Linked DNA regions of Mus musculus: all the other regions are linked to region 3. Evidence: chromatin contacts called from public HiChIP or PLAC-seq data. All regions are on one chromosome and are shown on one strand. Each heading gives the region's core, a stretch centred on a gene start, on an enhancer-like site or on the middle of the called end of the contact. The rest is flanking DNA. Distances are from core to core; before and after follow the strand shown.

Evidence for each region. HiChIP or PLAC-seq counts read pairs in DNA pulled down with a chosen protein or histone mark.
Region 1: a contact with region 3 is called in an H3K27ac HiChIP or PLAC-seq map of embryonic stem cells, with 7 read pairs. The contact joins the promoter of Exosc2 here to the enhancer-like site in region 3. A contact is called at or near these places in 14 of 39 promoter capture datasets (the 3T3-L1 cell line, HPC-7-derived erythroid cells, embryonic stem cells and 7 more), 9 of 484 Hi-C or Micro-C datasets (3T3-L1-derived adipocytes, the NIH/3T3 cell line, cerebellar granule neurons and 5 more), 6 of 115 datasets of contacts at active chromatin or transcription factors (all in embryonic stem cells) and 3 of 9 other capture datasets (adipose tissue, liver and pancreatic islet).
Region 2: an H3K27ac HiChIP or PLAC-seq map of embryonic stem cells shows a contact between it and region 3, with 6 read pairs. The contact joins the promoter of Ass1 here to the enhancer-like site in region 3. A contact is called at or near these places in 6 of 39 promoter capture datasets (the 3T3-L1 cell line, cranial neural crest, embryonic stem cells and 3 more), 18 of 484 Hi-C or Micro-C datasets (Sertoli cells, cerebellum, cerebral cortex and 6 more), 13 of 115 datasets of contacts at active chromatin or transcription factors (a beta-TC-6 cell line, cardiomyocytes, embryonic basal ganglia and 5 more) and 5 of 9 other capture datasets (adipose tissue, embryonic stem cells, embryonic tail and 2 more).

What each region holds. Positions count from the first base shown.
Region 1 is chr2:31,669,200-31,672,185 of GRCm38.p6, forward strand. Exosc2 (exosome component 2) reads left to right here and starts at 1,516. Exons shown (of 9, transcript NM_144886.3): 1 at 1,516-1,662. The coding sequence starts at 1,541.
Region 2 is chr2:31,468,790-31,471,766 of GRCm38.p6, forward strand. Ass1 (argininosuccinate synthetase 1) reads left to right here and starts at 1,481. Exons shown (of 16, transcript NM_007494.3): 1 at 1,481-1,550.
Region 3 is chr2:31,590,528-31,593,271 of GRCm38.p6, forward strand. It overlaps Fubp3 (far upstream element (FUSE) binding protein 3), which reads left to right. Exons shown (of 18, transcript NM_001033389.4): 3 at 1,936-1,969. Among named protein-coding and RNA genes, the nearest start is that of Fubp3, 19 kb to the left of the region's middle. Within about 2 kb of position 1,479, at least 17 of the 459 cell types and tissues checked have an H3K27ac peak or open chromatin away from gene starts, as enhancers often do. A contact at or near this core is called in embryonic stem cells and hippocampal neurons, where this site is marked.

The sequences.
Region 1 (2,986 bases), core at 266-2,765, 79 kb after region 3:
CTGTCTGGCATTACTTCAAGAGTTTTATAGAGACATATTTAAGAAAGAACAAGTGAGACACACGTAAAGACAGAATGAGCCAGACGGTTAGATAAGATTGCTAGAGTTAGTTTGAGGCCAAGCAGGAATTTAGAGGCTGAGAGAAAAGACAAATCTAATAAGTGAGCTGGGAAAAGAGTTTGAGACAGAACAACTGAGTTGAATCAGCCAGCCAGAGCTCAGAAAGAACTAGAAAGGGGGAGCTTATTCAGCAGCAATTCAGAGGCTGAAAACATTTTAGGCCTAGATAAGACTGTACAGAGTCTAGAAGCTTCCAGAACTAGACCTAGGTTAGCAAACAAAGACAGTAAACCTCCCAGTCAACAATTACAACAGGAAAATAAAAGTTACATTTATGCCTCCCTACAGACTTGCTTGTCACATGACTGTTTACAACAGTCATCTTTCAGCAGACACATGTCATCACTCAGAAGAGGTCCTTACTAAAGCACATTAGAGCCATAGGGCAGTAGGTGAGGACAGCACCTAAGGGGCTAGAAGACAAGGCCCACGAGGAGCAGTATTCAGAGGGTTCTAGCTTCTCCTCAGATGGTGTTTCCTGTAAATCCCGGTCCTAAATCTATAGTCTACAAAATATTAGATTATAGTGGTTTTGAGTTGGATGCCAAGGTTCATTTCTCAATCTCTAGACTTGCCAACAATAAATAAAATGATGAAATGGAACAGTTTGGGTAAAAACTCATACAGTTTGGTATGGCAGCTTACACCTGTAATCCCAGCTCCTGGGAGGTGGAGGAGGAGGAGTTCAAGGATACCCTGGGTTACACAGCTAGTTTGAGACCAACCTGGATGACATGAGGCACTGTCTTTAAAAAATCCTACACCTGGAATGGAGAGGTGGTTCAGAGGTTGAGAGTACTGGCCACATTTCCAGAGGACTTGGTTTCGTTTCCCAGCACCCACATAATGGCTCACAAACTTCTATAATTCCAGTTACAGGGACTCCAACATCCTCTTTTGTCCTCTTGGGCATCAAACACCACTACCACTACCACTACCACTACCACTACCACTACCACTACCACTACCACTACCACTACCACTACCACTACCACTACCACTACCACTACCACTACCACCACCACCAAACCCACAACCTACACAAACTCACGTAATCGCAGCATTTGGGAGGTGGAGGCATGAACATCTGGACCTCAGCAAGGTTATCCTCAACTATACAGAGTTTGAGGCTAGCCCTACACGGGGTCGTTCCTCTAAAACAAACACAAAACTGACATCCAAACACCAAACCAAACTAATGTCATATTCCCTTACGACATGAGAATTCATCATTCCGCAGGTGCTTTCTTGCCAATAGTAAACATGGCAGCTTGGTGCCCTCACTTCCACGAGTTAACTTAATATTGCCAATACTCAACATGGCTGCCACACTATCCATTCCCATTGGTCGCTTCTCTGAAGGAAGGCGGGAGTTGAGGAGCGGTGTAGAGCTGCGCCTGCGCAAGTCATTGGCGCCAAGATGGCGTTGGAGATGAGGCTCCCTAAAGCTCGCAAACCTCTCAGTGAGAGCTTGGGCCGCGACTCTAAGAAACACTTGGTGGTGCCGGGGGACACGATCACCACGGACACAGGCTTCATGCGGTACGTGAGGATTTGGGGGTCCCAAGGCCTCAGGAGGCGGCTGCAGAGCTCTCTGCACGTGGCCCGCTGTCCCGGAACCCAGGCCTCCTGTCCCGTTGTATCTAAGTCCCCGAGTTACCCGGGACACATCGGAGCATCCATACTAGTTCCCTCCTTTGCGAGCCTCACGCTTCTGACTCCCGGCATCTTGGCTGCACCTTTGTCAGTTCCTGATTCCCTCTTTTGATCTATGGCGTTCGGAACTTTTGGACCCTTATCCTGAAACTCAAGATTCTTGAGCCTTCCTAGGGAGGGAGAACTGGGGAGGGCTGGTTGCAGGGCCCTTCTTACAACCCTCTGAATGGACAGTGGGGTTGGTCATCTCTTTCAGTGTTACCTCAGCGACAAGCCTGACTTGGAAGCAGTAATTTTGGTGGAGCGGGGGTTGAGGCAACATATTGTACCCAACAATACAAATTTAGCACGGAAAGTCACAACATGTGGCAGTTAGGGCTGTCTATGGAGTCGGACATCTGACATTGTTATCCTTAGTTTAGCACCTTGCTAAGGCCGGTATCCTCACCTGGAAGACAGTGGTGACAACAGGAATTGGTAGGTTAGTGAGTATTAACTGAAAAGTGGGGCAGGAGAGCAAAATCCACCATTGTATTACCACCAAAGATAAATCTGCATTAGGTAGCCAGTCTTCCCGATGTCTGTCCGTCCCCCCCCCCCCGTCGTCCCCCCCCCTCACCCCCAACCCTCCAATCTCACTATGTAGCACTGACTGTCCTGGAACTTACTATGTAGACCGCTCTGATTTTGAACTCAAGAGATCCACCTGCTTCTGCCTCCCAAATTCTTTTTTTTTTTTTTTAAGATTTATTTATTTATTATATGTAAGTACACTGTAGCTGTCTTCAGACATACCAGAAGAGGGAGTCAGATCTCATTACGGATGGTTGTGAGCCACCATGTGGTTGCTGGGATTTGAACTCAGGACCTTTGGAAGAGCAGTCGGGTGCTCTTACCTGCTGAGCCATCTCACCAGCCCGCCTCCCAAATTCTTAACTCAAAGGTGTGGCCGTTTGTCCGTTGCACCTAGTTTGTTCTTTCTTCCTCTTTCTTTCTTTTTCTTTCTTCTTTTTTTTTGGTACAAATGAGATTATAGTGTTTATAGTGTTGCCTCTAAGCTTTAAGTTTAAGGTATTAGATGGCAGATATCTTAGGATTCATTCCTTCATAGTTGCAGCATGTGTTCAACATAGCCGGTGTGGTTGGGGTACCAAAGTGAACACCCGTGTCCTGGTGGAGGTTAAGATATAGCAAGGAACAGAAACAGTAA
Region 2 (2,977 bases), core at 231-2,730, 120 kb before region 3:
GTCATTTCTGTAGTAGGGGGTAAAGGTTCCCCCTGTTCGTGATTCCTGCCTGAACCAGTTCAGTTCAAACCTGAGTTAGAGCAGAGGCTTTTGGGCTTCGGGGCCCAAATTCTGCTATGCTCTGGGCATGCTGTGTGGCCTTGGGAAAGATGCACCCTCTCTCTGTGCATATATTTCATAAAGGTAAGATGGAAAGCTTCTGGGCCAGCCCTAAGAAGCCGAGTCAGCAAATGGGGACCAATGGCCTCAAAGTGGCTCAAAAGTTGCTGGCATGTTCTTTTCATTGACCTCACTAGTCTCCTGTCTGTGAGGAAGGTCCAGAGCTGGTCCAGTGACGCCCGAAGGTCAGCTGTTCTAGTGTCACTTAGCAGAGAGATGCCTCAGGCTGTCCCCTGGACGTCCGTCCCCACCTGGCTCTCTGGAGTTTCTAACCAGCATGGGCTACGTTTAGCTTGGAGGACAGGGCCAGGAGCACAAAAGAATCCTGCAGCTAAAGTTTGTAAATGTGTCTGGCACCTTCTCCCTCCTAGAAGCCCCCACAGCTGCTGTTTCTGACCTTGAACAAAAATCAGGAGACCGAGTAAGGGGCTTGGCTGGACCCCAGAGGGCACCCAGAGTCTCAGGGCAAGGCAGTAGTAAGGAAAGCTGGGTAAAACATGGGCATGGAGCCGTCTGAGGCTTGGAATCTAGGCCTGCCTGGGGGATATGATCTTGCCGTAATCCTGGGTGTTGAGGTTCACTGGGGCAGGGGCTGTCCTGTGTGTTGCAGGGCTCAGGCCAGGCTGGGAAGCCTCTGGCACGGCTTTCTGGCTCATGTGGGCCACAACCCCCGGGTTCACTTTACAAGCCAGCAGCTTCACCTCTGTGAACCTCAACCTTCCCCATCTTCTGATGGCTCAGCAGACAGCCAGGCTTTGATTCACCATTTACTGGGAGCCCACGGCGATCTGGGCAGGTGCCAGGCCAGGACGTTAAAATGGCATCCCCAGCCATCCTTGGCCAACTCGTTTGCATTTTCTTGTGAACCCTTAGCTCTGGCTTGTGGGCTAGCATCAGGGAAAGCAAGAGCCTCTGAGGGGCAGATGCTTCAGTCTTTAAATCGAGTGGGGCTACACAGCCTCTGAACCTAAGCAATTTGCATCTTCACTCCCGCCTTGCAGCGCTTTCAAGGGTTCTTGCAAGACAGCTGCGATCAGCCTTGCTAGTCACGCGGGTTCCAACCTCTGCCGCCCTCCCAGGCGCCACCAGCGGGTCAGGATCAGGGGACCTAAATTGCAAGAGCCCACGCCCGTGCGCCCCCGGGAGGTGGTGCGGGCGCCAAGGGAAGAGGGAGGGGCCAGCGGGAGAGAGCGCGGGGCCACGCCCACCCGCAGGTGGCCTCGAGCCCTGAGAGGCTCGGAGCGGGGGCCGGGCCCGAGGGCGGGGCCTTTCTCGCGCCCGTCCCCACGTGTCCCAGGTTCCTGCCCCCCCCAGGCCCTGTGCTTATAACCCTGGATGCGCGCCTCTCTCAGCCCTGCTCCGCCGTCTGCCACTGCCGCCTGGGCTCACTGGTAAGAAGTTCCGGGCCCTTCTTGGTCCCCACTCTCTATCCAGGGTCTCATGACCAAGGAATCCCAGAGGGAGCGAGCAGCTGCAGGGGGTGGGCTCAGGGCAGCCCCCGAGTGACCGCGCAGTTAGTGGAAGGAAGGAGGCTGATGTCCGGGGCGCTGTGACGCACACGTTCCTCCTGCCTAGGGAACCCATGTAGGAGAACGGGTCCCAAGGTCTCCGGAGCAGGAGGACTATGGAGGTCCCCCTCTGGTTTTTCACGATCCTCTGTGTGCTGCGAAGGCTCCAAGTAGAGTCCCGGAGAGTCCAGAGGGTTGGGGGCTTCCGAATCCCTCTCCCTGGATCAGATTCGCCGATCTATGTTCAGGCTTGTTTCTCAAAGTAAGCAAAAGGTCCAGCCCCTCTTTGCCCTTAGGGGCTTGGGCGTGTGCCTTTCTCCTGAGTGTGACAGTACCCTGCTCTGGTGGACACGCGAACCCTGCCTACCCGTCCCGGGTCCTTCCTAGGCTGTGACTGGTTTCTCTTCTCCGTAGGGTGCAATGCCAGGCTCAGTCTGGGTGGGGCTTCTAGACAGGTTTCCTGCTAGCTGGCTGGCTCTTTGGGAGGAGCCCCTTCGCAGGAAATGTCTGTTTCTGGCTTGTTAACGGCTTGGGCCCTTCTCTGGAAGGCAGGCTAACCGAGAAATCGAGGGAAATCTTCTCCAGGAGAACTAACCGCGCTCTCAGTATTCCCCTCTGTGAAGTGGGTCTGTCAGGCTGTCTGCAAGTGCAGCTGGCAGGAGCAGACCTGCCCTTTCCCCAGGGGTAGAGTAGGAAAACCCTTCCTTTGATCCCTCGCTTTGCGGCTCCTCCACCTGGCAGGTGACCCCTGACGTCAGCCTCCCAGCTCCAGGGCTGCCAGCCTTGTGCCTGGACTCAGAACTCTTGCTGTCCAAGAGTTCAAGTTCAGTGAGCTGTTTTGAGAACTGTGGCCAGGGTCTGCCCACTTGCTCACTGGGTCTGGGATGAAGACCTGAAAAGACAGGGTCCCGTCCCCCCCCCCCCCCCGCAACCCTCCCCAGCCACCTACTCCCCCACTCCTCCACCCCCTCCCCCGCCCCAGACAAGGCTTTCAGAAGGAAGAAGACAGTGGAGAAACCTAAGAGCTGGGCTGGGCAGAGACTGGAATAGCCTCCATTTCAAACTCCCCCTACCCTCTCCCCCTCCCACCATAAACCAGCCAAGTCTGGGAGCATTGGAAGGGCCTCAGGGCTGCCCAAGGAATTCTGACTTTACCCAGTGCCCATGGAGTCCATAAATGAAGGGCAACTTCTGTCCACTACCCACCTCCTCCACGCACATAGTAGGACAGAACAGCTCTTAGCACCCTTGGTCAAGTGTGCCCCTCACCCCAGCTGCCTGCCTGCTCTGAGCTGAGGAAGTCAGACACT
Region 3 (2,744 bases), core at 229-2,728:
TGATTGGAACCACACATGCAGTTCTGTGTTATGCTTGTGTCGAGAGGGGGTAGGGTGGATTTTGGGCTTCTCAGCTTACCTGAGGTTGAGCACTTACTTGGTGGAATCTGGTATTCTCCTTTGGTGCCATGGCCCTTGAAGGCTGTGTATGTGGGAGTAGTGGTGTGTGCAGGTTTGGTTCTAGTGTTTGTGATGCCTCCATGTGTCAGGGAAGCAGTTAGAATAATAGCAGGTGTGAGGCCCACGACATGTACCTTGCCAACAAAAAGGAATTTCAGTTGTGAGCACAGGCTGTCACTGAATGCTGTTTAAACAGAAACCCTGGAATATTCCAGTGAGGCTTACACAGTTCTTTGTCACCAAGTCACCCATTGCTGTGTTCCTGTGGCTTCTGTCATAACTGAAGATCATCAGCCTGCAGTGTCTCTGAGCCTGCTCTGCCATGTAGCTCTCAGGACCTTATTCACGTGCAGTGTTTAGTTCTTCTGTATTCAGTGGACTCTTCACCCTCTAGTAGAGGGATTCTGATGGAAATTGGAAAGCTAAACTTTTGAGGTAGGGCTCTCATTATAGCCCAGGCTGCCCTTGACATCTGTGTATATGTAACTGAGGCTGGCTTTACAGGGGTAGAACAGCTGTGCAGCCCCACAAGCCTCTGCCCTTGCCCCTTTCTTTGGTGTGTTGTTTTGTCCCCCTTAGTGGACAGTTCTTGGGCAAAAGCCTATGATGGGGATTCCTTTCCTAATCTGGAGAGTGTCCAGATTTCATGCGAATGGGAATCCAGCACTGGGTAAGGGCAAAGAAAGTTCTAAGAGTCAATTAAAAAACAACTCTATCTCTGAGATAAGCGACTAACAGTGTCCAGCGTCTGTGCTTTGGCTGCAGACCATCATCTTGCTATTGATCCAGATGGAATATGGTTTTTGTTTTTTGTTTTTTCTTGGATCAATAGCTTCAGTGAACTTAGTAGTTTACTTTTGCTGTATTGTTTCTCCTTTTGGAGTATCAGGGTCTGGATTGCACTCCTTTGTCTCTCTATAGTCCTCCAGTGTTCAGAGGATGGCAGGTAACTGGACAGGACGCAGCAGCTCTTAAGCCTTCACTCTTTCCAGATATTGGTGTGCTTCCCCAGAGACACACTTTTGAATGCTTTTTTAGCATCTTGAAAGGTCCGTTCAGTTCTTTACTATTGGTTTGGGTTTATAATCTCCCTCTGTCTGCTGACTATATTTCTTGAACTGCATTTTCCAGAAGAGAAGCAGCATAGAACCATTTCTGCTGATGGCTGGTGAAGGAGGAGCACATCAATAGCTGAGAGACAGAAACCAGATCAGGGAGTCTGACAGCCGCTCTGGGAATGAGATTGCAGAGTCTGTTCTAATAGTGAGAGGCTGTTGCCACTCAACTCTGTGAAATGGGCTAGAGAAGCTGCTGCAGGAGGGCGGAGCCTGGTCTTCTCTGAATTGTTCTGGGTGGGGTAAGGGATGACAAAACAGGGACATATGTGCATGTTCTTTGTAACTACAGCTGCCTTGGAGCAGTCTTCAACTGTGCTTCCATGGAGGTAAATCTGCTCATTTGGTTTTAAAAGAGCAGGAGCGTCCTGAGTATCTTCGTTGGGTTTGGATGCCGGGCAAGAGGGAGAGAGCAGGATTTAGACAGACAGGCTTCCCTCGTAGGCTCTCAGCATGTGGACATACAGATCAATTTCTTATCCTTCGTTCAGCTGGACACTGGGTTAGAGGCTGTTGAGCAAGATGTCCCCTCCTGTTTCATATCACATAACGCATTCATTTCAGCCACTGAGCCTAAATTACTGTTTGCTTTCTTTCTGCCTCCCTCCCACCCCCTGAACAGTAAGAATGTGGGTAAGGATGGAGTTAGTTTATCCGTGCTAATGCTTTGATTTTTCTTTTCTCTTTCTCTTTGCCACAGTAGGTAACCAGTTAGGGGCCTTGGTACATCAAAGGTAAGCAGTGGGTTATGTTTTATTATTTATTGATCATTTCTAATTGTTTATTGATCCACCATCTGCACTGGAGTGTTAGCAAGTCAGAGGTTGGAAGTGTGGGAAGCCAGGGGCTAGATTTTCTTAAGATCCATGGTTCCTGCAGCCCTCTCCAGAACAGTGCAGGCCAGAGGAACAGACTGATCCGAGGCACTAAACCAGCCCCTGTAGAGCCTCAAGAGACTCTGACAATAGAGGAGTTGCTCTCTTCCACTGTAGATTAGATTTGAAAGGAGGGACGGCATTGTCCTGCTGGTTCTGTGGATCTTCCAGTACTCAGATCTTCAGCCTCTTCACAGGAGAAGAATGCATTCTTGGGTGAACAGAGTGTTGGGGGCTTCGAAAGCAAGATGTGCCTGGGATTGAGGATTTGTTGGGAGAATCTTGGCTAAGTGCCTAGTTTCTTCTCAGCTTCTCTTTTCCCCCATAGCCCTCCATTAAGTTGAGGATTTAGATACAAAGACCCTAGGCTTTAAAAAGGCCCATCTGTAAGATAAGAGTATCTGGTCATAGCATCACCCACAGGAAAGGGGAAAGTGCTCCGGGGACTGTGGTCTTCTCTTCTGCAGAGAATGTTAACTGTCAGTTGATGTCCTTAACCTGTGCTGCAAGTGACATAGCTGCTCCCTCCCTGTTGTACATAAAATGCTGGGTCTGTTAACATCACCAACAGTCAGTTAAGTTGGAAGGTTTAGCCTGAATTTCTTGTTTCATTGTTTTGTTTGTTTAATGAGTT